2 separate regions of the Triticum aestivum genome follow, and region 1 is linked to region 2. The links are chromatin contacts, called in public Hi-C maps. All regions are on one chromosome and are shown on one strand. Each heading gives the region's core, a stretch centred on a gene start, on an enhancer-like site or on the middle of the called end of the contact. The rest is flanking DNA. Distances are from core to core; before and after follow the strand shown.

Region 1 (6,207 bases), core at 3,376-5,875, 230 kb before region 2:
AGCATGGCCATCGATGGGCTGAGCTGGGTCATGGGTCGTCAACTCATCCATGGAGAACCGACCGAGAAGTGACAGGTCACTATTTTTTCACTGTAGCCCATGTGTGGCTAGTCGTTATGTACAGTAGAAAGTTAGATTGAACATGCATATCTCAGAGCAGTTGGTTTGGACTTTGGAGTAAGTGGCCGGCCGAGCCAATGTTCCAAGTGCAGCTCCTTCATCCATCTTTTGTACAGATCCGATGTGATGTGCACGTGCCCATGACTGGCGTGACGGAATATTACTTGTGATATCACCCATGCAGTGCAGTACATGTTTATATTCGGTGATATCTCAAGTAATATTCCAGATATGAAGCTCGGTACATTTCGTAGTACTTCCTCCGTTCCTAAATATAAGTCTTTATAGAGATTTCACTAGGTGAACTACATACGAAGCAAAATGAATAAATCTAAACATAAAATGTATCTATGTACATTCATATGTGGTTTATAGTTGAATCTCTACAAAGACTTACATTTAGAAATGGAGGGAGTACCATGCATGCATGCATGGAAAGCGCATATATACGCATGATGCGGTTCTCGAGATTAGTTCAGTGCTCAGTTGTACGCAAGAACGACGTCGGTTTTTAGAAAGAAGGTGATAGATTGGATCAAAATGCCAATATAATCAGCATATATGCATAGCATATCGTCCTTTAATTTTGATTGGGGTACACATATCATACAGGACATACTACTACACGAGTCGGCATGCAGTTTAGCCACACGTACACATATCATATGTAGGGGCTAGCGCTCATACATGCATGAGTTATTTGCCATCAGATTAATCATACACGCCGCAAGACCCGGTTAATTAATTGACGGCTTGGCCCTTGAAGCCCTCCAGCTGCGCCTTGCCCCTGGGCCCGTTCTTCCTTATGTACACCCTGTACTCGTCGAAGGTCATCGGGGGGTAGAGGGACGGCCGGTCCGGCGTCACCAGCTCCGCCGCCGGCGCTATCGGGACGTCCCCTCTCGGGTTGTAGAAGAGCGCGAGGGAGATGCGCTCCTCCTTGGCGTTCACGATCACCCGGTGCTCCACGCTCTTGTACACTGAGTTGCTCAATATCTGCACCCACAATTAGTTACACCAACAAATAAATCAGCTCATGATGTACTGGCACATACAAGTACGGAGCAGCATATGTAGGTTACTGACACCAATGTATCGTTCATGGCTCATGCACATCAGCACATGGAATGTCTAGCTATGCCGATGAATTAATTGTCCGTGCCGTGCATGCATGCATGTGCGCGCTTGTTGTTCGGTACTACGTACACGGATCGTGGTGTGATCCGCCGGCCAGAACATGCATGAGTCTACGTCCGAGGGAGGCACGTAATTGCTTCAGAAGACAAAAGTACGTATGCAGTGCCGTAATGGAGTGATTATAATACAGTTTTGCTAGAACTCATTTAGATGAGATATAATTTGATCTCATTCACCTTTTATAATCATTGGATGTGATGCTATAAGATGCGTGTATGCTGACGTGGGTTGTATTTGTTCTTGTTTTAAAAATGAATGAGATCAAATTATATCTCATCTAGATGAGTTCTAGTAAAACTGTATTAGGGAGTATAATAATCGGCGCATTTTATGGCCGGCCGGCCACCGTCCATGCATGTGCGCGCGCGAGCTCTCATGCCGGCAAGTCTGAGTCAACTCCAGGAACGGCTTATTTAACTGCTGACCGTGTGGCTAAGAGATACGTCCGATCGGCCTTTTGCTTCTCGAAGCCGAACGGCACATGGATATACAGACGCTTGCATGCATGCACATGCAGACTAATCATACGTACGATGGGTATGTACCTGGATCTGGTCGCCGACGTTGACGATGAAGGCGTCGTCGCGGACGGGCTGCACGGTGACCCACTCGCCGTCGGCGCGGCGGACCTGCAGGCCGCGGACGTGCTCGTCGGCGAGGAGCACGGTGAGGACGCCCGGGTCGGAGTGCGCCGAGAGGCCGAGCGTGAGGTCCGGCTGCGGGCACCGCGGGTAGTAGTTGGCGCGCAGGCACGCGCCGCACTCGGCCCCGCCGAACTCCTCCTGGAACCGCGCCTCCTCCAGCCCCAGGCTCGCCGACAGCACCGTCATCAGCACCTCGCACAGCCTCGTCACCTCCCGCCCGTACTCCTCCGACACCTCCCTGCAAACACACACATGCATACATATCATGTCAGTGAGAGTACGTGTACGTGTACGTGTATTTTTTCAAGCTAGACGACGAAAATGAAGTACAACCAAAACAGTGATTCTGCACGTGTAGAACTGTTGTTTTTAGGTCAACCGGGTACATCCGTCTGTTGCTATGCTTAGCTGGCAGGCTTGGAATAGTAGTCGGCACACTCTTGCCGGCCGGCCCTGACGCTTTTGCATGAAAGAACCTTTCGCCTACTTTCCGTCCCATGCACGTGTTGGATTTCATATATGTTGACAAAGGTGCACGAAATGAATCTCCTTTTGTGGACACCCTATTTTTTAAGTAACAATGGCTATTACGTCTACTGTCTACATGTACCGCAATCAATACTTTCTTTTTCACGTCTACATGGACTGCAATCAGTACATATTTACGTATATCAATGTACTGTTCTCATATTTAACCTGGCCAAACGCTGATCATAAGTTTTGTGGAGATTGAGTTAGTAATATTTGGACATGGTGGGTGGTATGTCACTCCACCTCATATACATATTCTATTTGTTGATTATATATTGTTCTCCCTAGCCCAGTGGTAGGGGAGTTGTGGTATGTTCATGTTGACCGTCGTTCAATTTTCACCAGGAACAGATTCTGGTAATCTTAAAGTTGTACTAAACCATCGACAATTATTATGGATCGAAGGGAGTATATCTTTTTTACTAAGGGAAATTCTAGTATATCGTAGACTTTTGACTTAATTAAATCCCCCGATGAGAATCGATCCCGTCATGGCTGGCTTGTAACTAATTTCAAGGGAGTTTAAATCACTACAAAAAAGTTAAATTCTTGTCCCTATGAGATTTACCACTTTGAACTTGAAAACACAACTCTGGCCACTATTTTGTGTTCAACTATAATAATTATTAAAATCCAACTAAACTATGTTTCACGAAAGTGTAGTAATTTTAAGTCCAGTCTATGCATATTAAGTACTCCCTCCGTCCGAAATTACTTGTCATCAAAATGGATGAAAATGGATGTATCTAAAACTAAAATACATCTAGATACATCCATTTCAATGAAAAGTATTCCCGGACGGAGAGAGTACAAGATACTGAAAGTCAAAGTTCTTAAATTTTGAATTAGTCAAGTTCATAGGAGCTGCAATGAGTACAATGGTGTTTGTCAAATTTCTAGTGGGATCAATCGTCGTCGTGTAATTACTTCTCAGCCGCCGAGCGAGGGCACCATGCATGCAGACGAATCAGCACATGTGCAAGTACTAGTAGCCAGCAAGAATCTTGTGAAAAATCAAAAGGCGGGGATCAGCGGGAACATACTTGCAGATGCCGGGGTTGGTCGGCCAGTACTTATCCGGGCTCTTGGCGGCCTCCGGCGCGAGGTGGAGGAAGTAGTAGTCCCCCCAGTCGAGGGGCCCGCCCTTCTGGACGCCCACCCGGCTGCCGTACCCCTCGTACGTCCGCGGCTGGTTGGCGTACTGCTGCTTCGCCGAGATGGGCAGCCGGAAGAAGCCGCGCCAGGCCTCCCGCACCGCGCGCATCAGCTCCGGCGCCACCCCGTGGTTCACCACCTGGAAGAACCCCCAGTCCCGGCACGCCGCCGCGACGGCCTCGGTGATCAGGCCGTCGATGCGGCCGTCGTCGGCCGCGAGGAGCTCGCTGAGGTCGATGACCGGAATGCTGTCGTCGGAGGGCTCGTGGAGGACGTTGCCGGCGGCGGCCAGGTGCTGCTGCGCCGGGCGGTCGCGCTGCGGCTTGACGTAGCAGCCCGGGATTGCGGCCAGGCCGCTCTCCGCGACCGCCTGCACGCGCACGATGGGCTCCGGCCACTCCTGCATGCAGTCCGCCATTGCGCTGCCACCTGCCTATGGAACAGTGAAAGAGTGAGTAAAAGTGGGCACAGAAAAAGGCAACCCGACGACTATGCACACGCACACCGGCTGCCGGCCTGAGCCGCGTCTCGGCACATGCACGCAAAGCAGACGAACACGATGGGAACATAGCTAGCTAGCCAATTAAACGAGTGATGAACCACGAGGAGAGGAGAGGAGACGGATGGAAGAATTAAACGGCCGGGGACAAAGCACGAGCACTGCTCATGGGAATGCTACGGATGAGCGATGACGTCTCGTGGACGGTCGATCTCGATCGTGCATGGCACCGATGGCGAGAGGAAGGTATGGGCAGCCACTAGCTAGCGAAAGCTTGATGGTTCATGGCGCTATAGCCATTAAACACGGTGACTAGCACGAGGATACGAGCTACAGCACAAGGGATCGAGAAGCTAGGAAAGGCACGTACGATCGGCGTGCAGGACCGGAGACAGTTAAGCCGCGATCGAGTGTTGTGCTCGAGCTTGGACGAACTGGAGCTGTGGAACGTGCGCCTCGGCTGCTTAACTCTTCGCTTACCCGGCGCACGACAGGGGTATATATAGGACGGGAGAGGGAGAGAGAGAGAGAGAGATTAAAGCCCGGATCAGCCGCAAACTCTTGCGGTTTGTTTAATTTGTCTTTTCCATGGAGGAACGGCTGAGCCAATCTGATCTGGGTGGCCGGCCGGCCGCAGCGCGCACAGCTGGGTCACAGCACGGGCAAGGCAGGGGCCCAGACCCAGACCGGAGCGGCCGGAGGGAGAAACGTGGTTTTTGTGTGGGAATTGGGATTCGTCGCGGTCGAGCGAGATGGGGGCCGCCTAGCTTGATGGCGACCGGCCTGCCGGGAGAAGAACAACGCAGCTGGCGATACCGCGCTGCAAGCTAGCTCCCGCTCGATCGGATCAAACTTGATTAAATGTTGTTCAACTCACGGCAGCAGTGGTACGAACGAGCCAAACAATTTGTGCCGCCACGTTTTCAGGTTTGACAAGACAAAGTCAAATACTAGTACTGTTATTACTACCGATTAGAACTAGTAGTACGTACTCTATTCGTTGAATTTATTCAGATGGGTCGACAAATCAAAACAGTACCAGCAAATTTATTCCAAACTCAGTAATTTATATTTTGGTCCCATCTTGGTGAGTTTGCCCCTGCCTAAAATGTCAGGTGGTTGTTACTTGGTTACGAACCTAGGGTTCCAGTCGGGGGCCTCACGTGGAGTGGACGGTGTTGTCCCGATGGTGGGCGCCGTTCCCTATACTTGTTGGCCGCTTCACCTCGGTTGCGTGTATGGTGAGGCGGGGCTTGATTTAGGCGTCATGCCCCCCCCCTCCCCCTCGCGTCCTGTGACCTTCTTGTGCCAGATTTGAAACGGCGCCCCTGTCGCATGCAGCCGCCTCCTCCACATCATGTCCGACCGGATCCGACAATTGGCTGCGCGGTTGTGGGGTGGGGAGTTCTAGATCGGGGTAACCCCTTGGACGGCGGCGACAACCTCTACATTGGCAGCGCTCCGGGCGTTGTTCACCTTCTTGAAGGGGACACTGAGGTCTATCCCTCCCTCCTTCCCCTGCACCCGGGTGAAAACCCACAACTTCGATTTGGCCAATGGCGACACCATTACCTTTCTTGAAGGCACCATTTTGGGTCTGTTGGGAGGCGTGTAGATTGCTTGCGTGCTTGGGGTGCTCATGGTGGCGGTGATTTCTTCTTTCAGTGGTGACACTTTGTCGTGGATGACCGGTTCCTTCCTCTAGTCGCTGTTATCCTCCGTGTGGACATGTCTGTCTGGCGAATCTACGCCCACAAGCCTAGAGGGGATAGGGGTCCCCTCTACGAAGACGAGGACACGACAATAGTTGTGAAATGGTGGTATTGGCGAGTTCTAGCTCCTCCTGGTGGCTTCGTTGCTCAATTCCTTGTTATGTCTTCTTGAGACGCTCCCATTCTATAGCTAGCGTCTTTGAAATGCTTCATTGGGGGGGAGGGGGGGGGGGCAACTTGTATCCTCGGGTGTTTGCATGTTTGGATGGTCGCGTCCAATGCCTTTCTCCCGCCTGACATTAATTTGATCAAGCTATTCAAACCTGGATGTGAAGACATGGTCCTTGTG
Region 2 (6,404 bases), core at 1,509-4,008:
GTAAATGCTAAAATGCAACAGCAGTGGCAAAACCATAAAAGGAACAAACAGAACTGTGATATTTTCCTAATTAAACAGAAAGTAACTGCATGGCCATAATTCCAGACGAGACTAGTGGCACTGACATAAATTTCTATGGGTAGATTCTGACATGATGCTATATTTCTGAAAGGAACAGAAATGAAAAATGTGGAGTTTTACAGTGGCAATTACTGACCACTGAACTGAATAGTGTCTGGAGGGAAGTAGGCAAGAAGCATAACAGTGTGCCATGTACATACCAAGAACCTGCTTTGCAGTTAACCTGAGCTTTGGATCTGGTTCCAACATACGTCGAACTAAATCTTTAGCATTTTCCGATACATTAGGCCAGGGTTCCCGCTTAAAATCGATATTTCCACGAAGAATAGCTTGTGCTACCCCTTGTTCGGTCTCTGCAATATTTTCATGTAAGCTTTCATGAAGAGTAAACATAAAGGCATAAAGCCAATGACGGAGAAGGTTTGAGTTAAGGTAGTACCGGCCCAAAACGGAGGAACTCCACATAGTAAAATATATAAGATAACCCCGGCACTCCATATGTCTATTTCCGGTCCATAGTTTCTCTTCAATACTTCGGGAGCCATGTAATAAGGGCTTCCAACAATTTCTGAAAACTTTTCACCTGCAAAAAGTAACACATAACGAAAGATTCAGATGAAAATAGATCACTTTCTGTACAAAAAGGCAGTGTGCAATCGCTGTAAATCAACAACATTGCTAGCAACGCTACAAGGTTGCATTTTAGGAGCAGACTATGGCACGACGAACAGAGCGCGCAAACCACCCAGTGGTCCATTCGACGTCAGCAAAGCACATCAACGCCCGTAGCACATGGCAGCACGACGTATGATGAGACGGTGTGGGAGCGCATCGGGCCGGAGACCATTTTCCTATTGTTCGCACTTTATTTTATGGTTTTATCTTACTTATCTACACCCCAAGTCCCAACCAGTAAGCATACTTGATAAGCTATGATCACTACTGGTTTTTAATTGTCACTGTCAGGACGAACTGCTCACGTGAATAGTACTTCCTAGACTATGATTACTTTTCTTATTTATAAGATTTGGTATGAGTTGGTTCCTTGCATTATCTCATAGGATTTGGTTGCCACGCATTCTCTACATAAAGGACGGAACTGTAACTCCAAAATTAAGTAAAATGGAAGACACACGATCCATCCCCTTGTCCTAAATCCCCTCTCGTCCATTAAGCCATGCTCTAAGACCCAGACCCTGTCAGTATGGTAGATACATCCAGCATCCCCTCCTAAATCGTAATAATTTCAGTGTTATATAATTTATCCTAAAGTACTCATCTCACACTGAAGAACTGAATGTATTCGGTGCAAAATGACTAAATTTAGCAACAACTGACGTTCCACCACTTGCTTCTTCCGATTCCTAGAAGTAGTAGGCTGACACTAGAGACGTCCTAGATCTTGGACCTAAAGCACCAAACACAGATCCCACAACACGATGTTCAGCAAACCAAATAATCGAGGCTAAATCAACAGCATAGAGGGTTGACATTGAACTAATGCCATATCAATCCAAATAGCGGAGTAAAGGTGATGCATATACATTATCCACTTGGTTGGATACTCCAGAATCTTGCCTTCAAAATACTAGCTACAGTCGCATTCGCTGGCCTACCCAAATTCCTTCCGATAATCCTAAGTTCTGAATGAAAGAGACACCAACCAAGCAACGGCATTCATCTACTGGGATGTCCATTGCCAGCACTCCACCTAAGACTAAGAGAGTCCATTAAACCCATAAATCCCGCCATGTTTTGTTTTTTTATTCATCCAGAAATGCAGATTCTCCCAAATTGGGAAACGGATCTAAGATTCCAGTCCAGGGGGGCTTGGCTTACCGGGCTTGAAGAAAATGGAGAGGCCGAAATCGATGGCCTTGAGCGGCGAGTTCTCCTTCTTGTTTGCGAAGAGGAAGTTCTCGGGCTTGAGGTCCCGGTGGATGACGCCGTGGCGGTGGCAGAGTTGCACGACCTCGACGATGGTGCGGGTGACGTTGGCGGCGGCGCGCTCCGTGTAGTGTCCCCTGGCGACGATGCGGTCGAAGAGCTCGCCGCCCTCGCAGAGCTCCATGACGAGGTGCACGGCGCCCTCGTCCTCGCACGCCTCCCGCAGCGCCACGATGCTGTGGCTCCGCGGCAGGTGGCGCATGATGGCCACCTCCCGGCGCACGTCCTCCACGTCGACGGGGGTGCGCAGCTTGCGCTTGGAGATGGACTTGCAGGCGAGCTGCTCCTTGGTGTCCCGGTCGACGCAGAGGTACGTGACCCCGAACTCGCCGCGCCCCAGCTCCCTGTCCAGCAGGTACTTGTCGTCGATCCCGCCGATGAAGTCGCAACCCTCCTCGCCCAGCACGGCCAGCCGCTTCTGCCCGCCAGTCCCCGCGGCGCCGCTCCGGGGCTGGTGCGGCTTATTCTTCTTGGCGGCGGCGGCGGCGGAGGCGGGGAAGTGCGAGGACTTGACGTCCTCCCGCGCGGCGGCGGCCGGCGAGCGGCAGCAGTTTCCCATGGCCGCGCGCGGGGATCAGCGGGGCGGGGGGCTAGGGTTTGTACGGCATTGCCCGGCTGGGGCGCTGGGTTGGGGAGAAGGGGAGAATTGAAGGGCGCTCGCTCTACTCTACCGTCTACTCTGCCAGCGGAGAGAGCCTACACGCGGAGGGAGGGAGGCAGGGGCAGGCGGACAGGGAGGGAGTAGAGGAGCAGTAACTGGGTGTGCGTGTGTCGCCGGGTAACGCAAGCAACGGTATGGCGGGGGACGCGTAGCGATGGATGGGGGCCTTCGCGCGTACGAAGCGGCGGGAGCCGTTTGGACGCGCGTGTGCATGACCGGTGGGGCGTTGGCGCTTCTGGGTCCGTTTCCGGGTGCGGCTTGCGGTTCAGCGGCGGGGGGTTTGACTGCGCCCGCGGCGAGAGAAAATAGGGGGATGCCGTGGCGTCACTCATTTTCTCTTTTCTTCCCTTGAAGATTTGCCGTTGCACACACGTAATGGAGTGGCACAAAATATGTGTTTTAGCACAGACAAAATATACTCCCTCCGTAAAGAAATATAAGAGCGTTTAGTGTTCTAAACGCTCTTATATTTCTTTACATAGGAAGTACTAAATAGCGGAGTATTATGTACTGCGAATTTGTCTGCAGCTTTGGAATCTTACCTGTAATTGGAACTACAAATTTGCGTGTGTAAAGGTTTCAAAGTTGGGCAGTAGGGCCATGGCTTTCCAAGCATATATGGCAGGAACTGAAACAAGAAAGCTAAGGTACAGTGCAGTGGGCTTTTCGGGAGATTGTTGGATTGAACGGGACGTGAGAAAGCGACTGCGTGTGGGATTTTATGGAGGATGAAGACCAGTGCACGGAAAAAAAATGTAATCTAGATATTAATTCGGGGAATCATCGTGTCATTAAGCATTGGCTATGCTATTGATTCGTGAAATCAGCTTATCATTATTTTTTTGACATCAAAATCAGCTTATCATTTTCCCGCAAAAAGAAAAGAAAAACAGCTTATCATTAAGTTAGGCTAGGCTATGAGTGTACCACGACTGTGTGGCTGCATCGAGGACCACCATGTATTGAGGATCTCTCGCCTCAGGATTGTAGCTGTGTTAATATGGAATAGACTCTTTTTTTCCTCGCAAAAAAAAATAACTAAGCTAGGTACATGTGATTTGAAGGTAACGTTTCCTCTCCTCTATCATTTTCTTTGTGAAAAAAAATCAAATTTGTTATAAAGTGCACTCAAAGTACAAAGTACCTCAAACGTAATAAAAAATACATGGAGATCTCGAGACCATTGAAGGACCACTACAGCCGTCAGAACGAGCCGTTGATGTGTCGTTGTCGCTGCTCCTTTAGCGGAGGCGACTTGACCTTGTCGATGACAGCCGGGGATTCTTCGTGCATGTGCCCCTAAGGACTAGCGTCCTGGAGTCGCAGTAGTTGCCGCCGAACCCTTGCATAAATCTAAAACATCTGACACCAAATCTCGCCACAGGACGAGAAACTCTTACCTTACCGCCCCAAGGAGACGGCAACTCCATCGACTACGTCCAAATGGACGAACTCAAGGGGGGTTGAAGCTCAGAATACAATGTCGAAGAAGAAGCATCGTCATCCACCCGAGCGCCGCACCTGTGAGGAATAAAAACCTAACATAAACTACTAACAGAAACGAAAGACTAGGATTCCCTTCCCCATCACTCGCCACCTGAACGGCAGGCGGAGAGGAGATCGAGGTGAATCCATGAGCTCGCTGGTGAATCCTGGAGGGGAAAGTTTGTCCTAGCGGTCTAGGGATAGGGGAGGAAACAAGAAGTGCAAAACAACAACTCATGCTTTTCACACAGCCACAAAACTCCCTAGCATCGGCGCGGGTGGTTGTCATGTCGAGAAGGATTATGAGCAAAGATATTCGTTGTCGAAGATGTCTGCGCTCCACCGTTTGATAGATCCTCCAGGTCGCGGGCAACAACGACTCAAGGTGGTTGCTTTTCTCGCGGCAACAATGGAGGTCAGCTTGTTGCCATCACTTCACAAAATCCCTCTCAAGAAGATGTCCAACAATTTTCATAATAGGGGAAATTTTGTTTTTTGTCAATTTTTCTTATGCCACTCTATATTTTGTCATTTCACTTTTGCCACTCTTAGTTTTTGACAATTATCACAATTGTCATTCCTGTGGCAAAAGCAACATTTTCAGACTGGCAATTTTGATAATTGTCAAAAGCTAAGAGTGGCAAAAATAAAATAAAATTATTTTTCTTTTGCCACAGAAGGCAATTGCGATAATTGTCAAAAACAAAGAGTGGCAAATGTGAAATAACAAAATTTACAGTAGCATAAGGAAATTGGCAAAATCTAGAGTGGCAAAAACAAAACTTTCCCTTTCATAAAACCACAAATAACTATCGTTTACGGGAAGTTGAAGCAAAGACATCTCTCCAACAGATCATGTACCCCTCCCCCCTCCAAAAAATATGGGATCCCGTAAAAGCGCCTCCACAATCCCACAAGTATACGGAAAGATAGTCCTTCCCGTAATTTTTGCAGATTAAAACTTCAACAACCGCCATGCCACACTTGTCGCCGCCGCCTGCTACCTCTTGAGCACTGCGTTGGTTTTCCCTTGAAGAGGAAAGGGTGATGCAGCAAAACAGCGTAAGTATTTCCCTCAGTTTTGAGAACCAAGGTATCAATCCAGTAAGAGGCTACACGCAAATCCCTCGTACCTACACAAACAAATAAGAACCTCGCAACCAACACGATAAAGGGGTTGTCAATCTCTTCACGGCCACTTGCAAAAATGAGATCTGATAGAGATAATAATAAGATAAATATTTTTGGTATTTTTATAATATAGATTGGAAAAAAAGTTGCAAAATAAAATAGATCGGAAACTTATATGATGGAAAATAGACCGGGGGGCCATAGGTTTCACTAGTGGCTTCTCTCAAGATAGCATAAGTATTACGGTGGGTGAACAAATTACTGTTGAGCAATTGATAAAAAATGCATAGTTATGAGAATATATAGGCATGATCATGTATATAGGCATCACGTCCGTGACAAGTAAATCGAAACGATTCTGCATCTACTACTATTGCTCCACACATCGATCGCTATCCAGCATGCATCTAGAATATTAAGTTCATAAGAACAGAGTAACGCATTAGGCAAGATGACATGATGTAGAGGGATAAACTCAAGCAATATATATAAACCCCGTCTTTTTATCCTTGATGGCAATAATACAATACATGCCTTGCTGCCCCTGCTGTCACTGGGAAAGGATACCGCAAGATTGAACCCAAAGCTAAGCACTTGTCCCATTGCAAGAAAGATCCATCTAGTTGTTGGAAATATGCCCTAGAGGCAATAATAAATGATTATTATTATATTTCCTTGTTCATGATAATTATTTGTTATTCATGCTATAATTGTGTTATCCGGAAATCGTAATACATGTGTGAATATATAGACCACAACATGTCCCTAGTAAGCCTCTAGTTGACTAGCTCGTTGATCAACTGATAGTCATGGTTTCCTGACTATGGACATTGGATGTCATTGATAACGGGATCAAATCATTAGGAGAATGATGTGATGGACAAGACCCAATCCTAAGTATAGCACAAGATCGTGTAGTTCGTTTGCTAGAGCTTTTCCAATGTCAAGTATCTTTTCCTTAGACCATGAGATCGTGTAACTCCCGGATATCGTAGGAGTGCTTTGGGTGTACCAAACGTCACAACGTAACTGGGTGACTATAAAGGTACACTACAGGTATCCCCGAAAGTGTCTGTTGGGTTGACACGGATCGAGACTG

What was found. A called contact is a pair of places that touch in the nucleus more often than the background predicts.
Region 1: a Hi-C map of leaf shows a contact between it and region 2, with 5 times the contacts expected there. The contact joins the promoter of LOC123071299 here to the promoter of LOC123071298 in region 2. A contact is called at or near these places in 4 of 5 Hi-C or Micro-C datasets (leaf, root and an unstated tissue) and 1 of 1 datasets of contacts at active chromatin or transcription factors (leaf).

The regions. Positions count from the first base shown.
Region 1 is chr3B:618,833,776-618,839,982 of IWGSC CS RefSeq v2.1, reverse strand. It overlaps LOC123071299 (jasmonate-induced oxygenase 2), which reads right to left and starts at 4,625. Exons shown (of 4, transcript XM_044494828.1): 1 at 4,517-4,625; 2 at 3,536-4,080; 3 at 1,863-2,199; 4 at 663-1,116. The coding sequence starts at 4,065. The coding sequence ends at 862.
Region 2 is chr3B:618,605,726-618,612,129 of IWGSC CS RefSeq v2.1, reverse strand. It overlaps LOC123071298 (calcium-dependent protein kinase 3), which reads right to left and starts at 2,758. Exons shown (of 7, transcript XM_044494826.1): 1 at 1,921-2,758; 2 at 521-664; 3 at 282-434. The coding sequence starts at 2,587.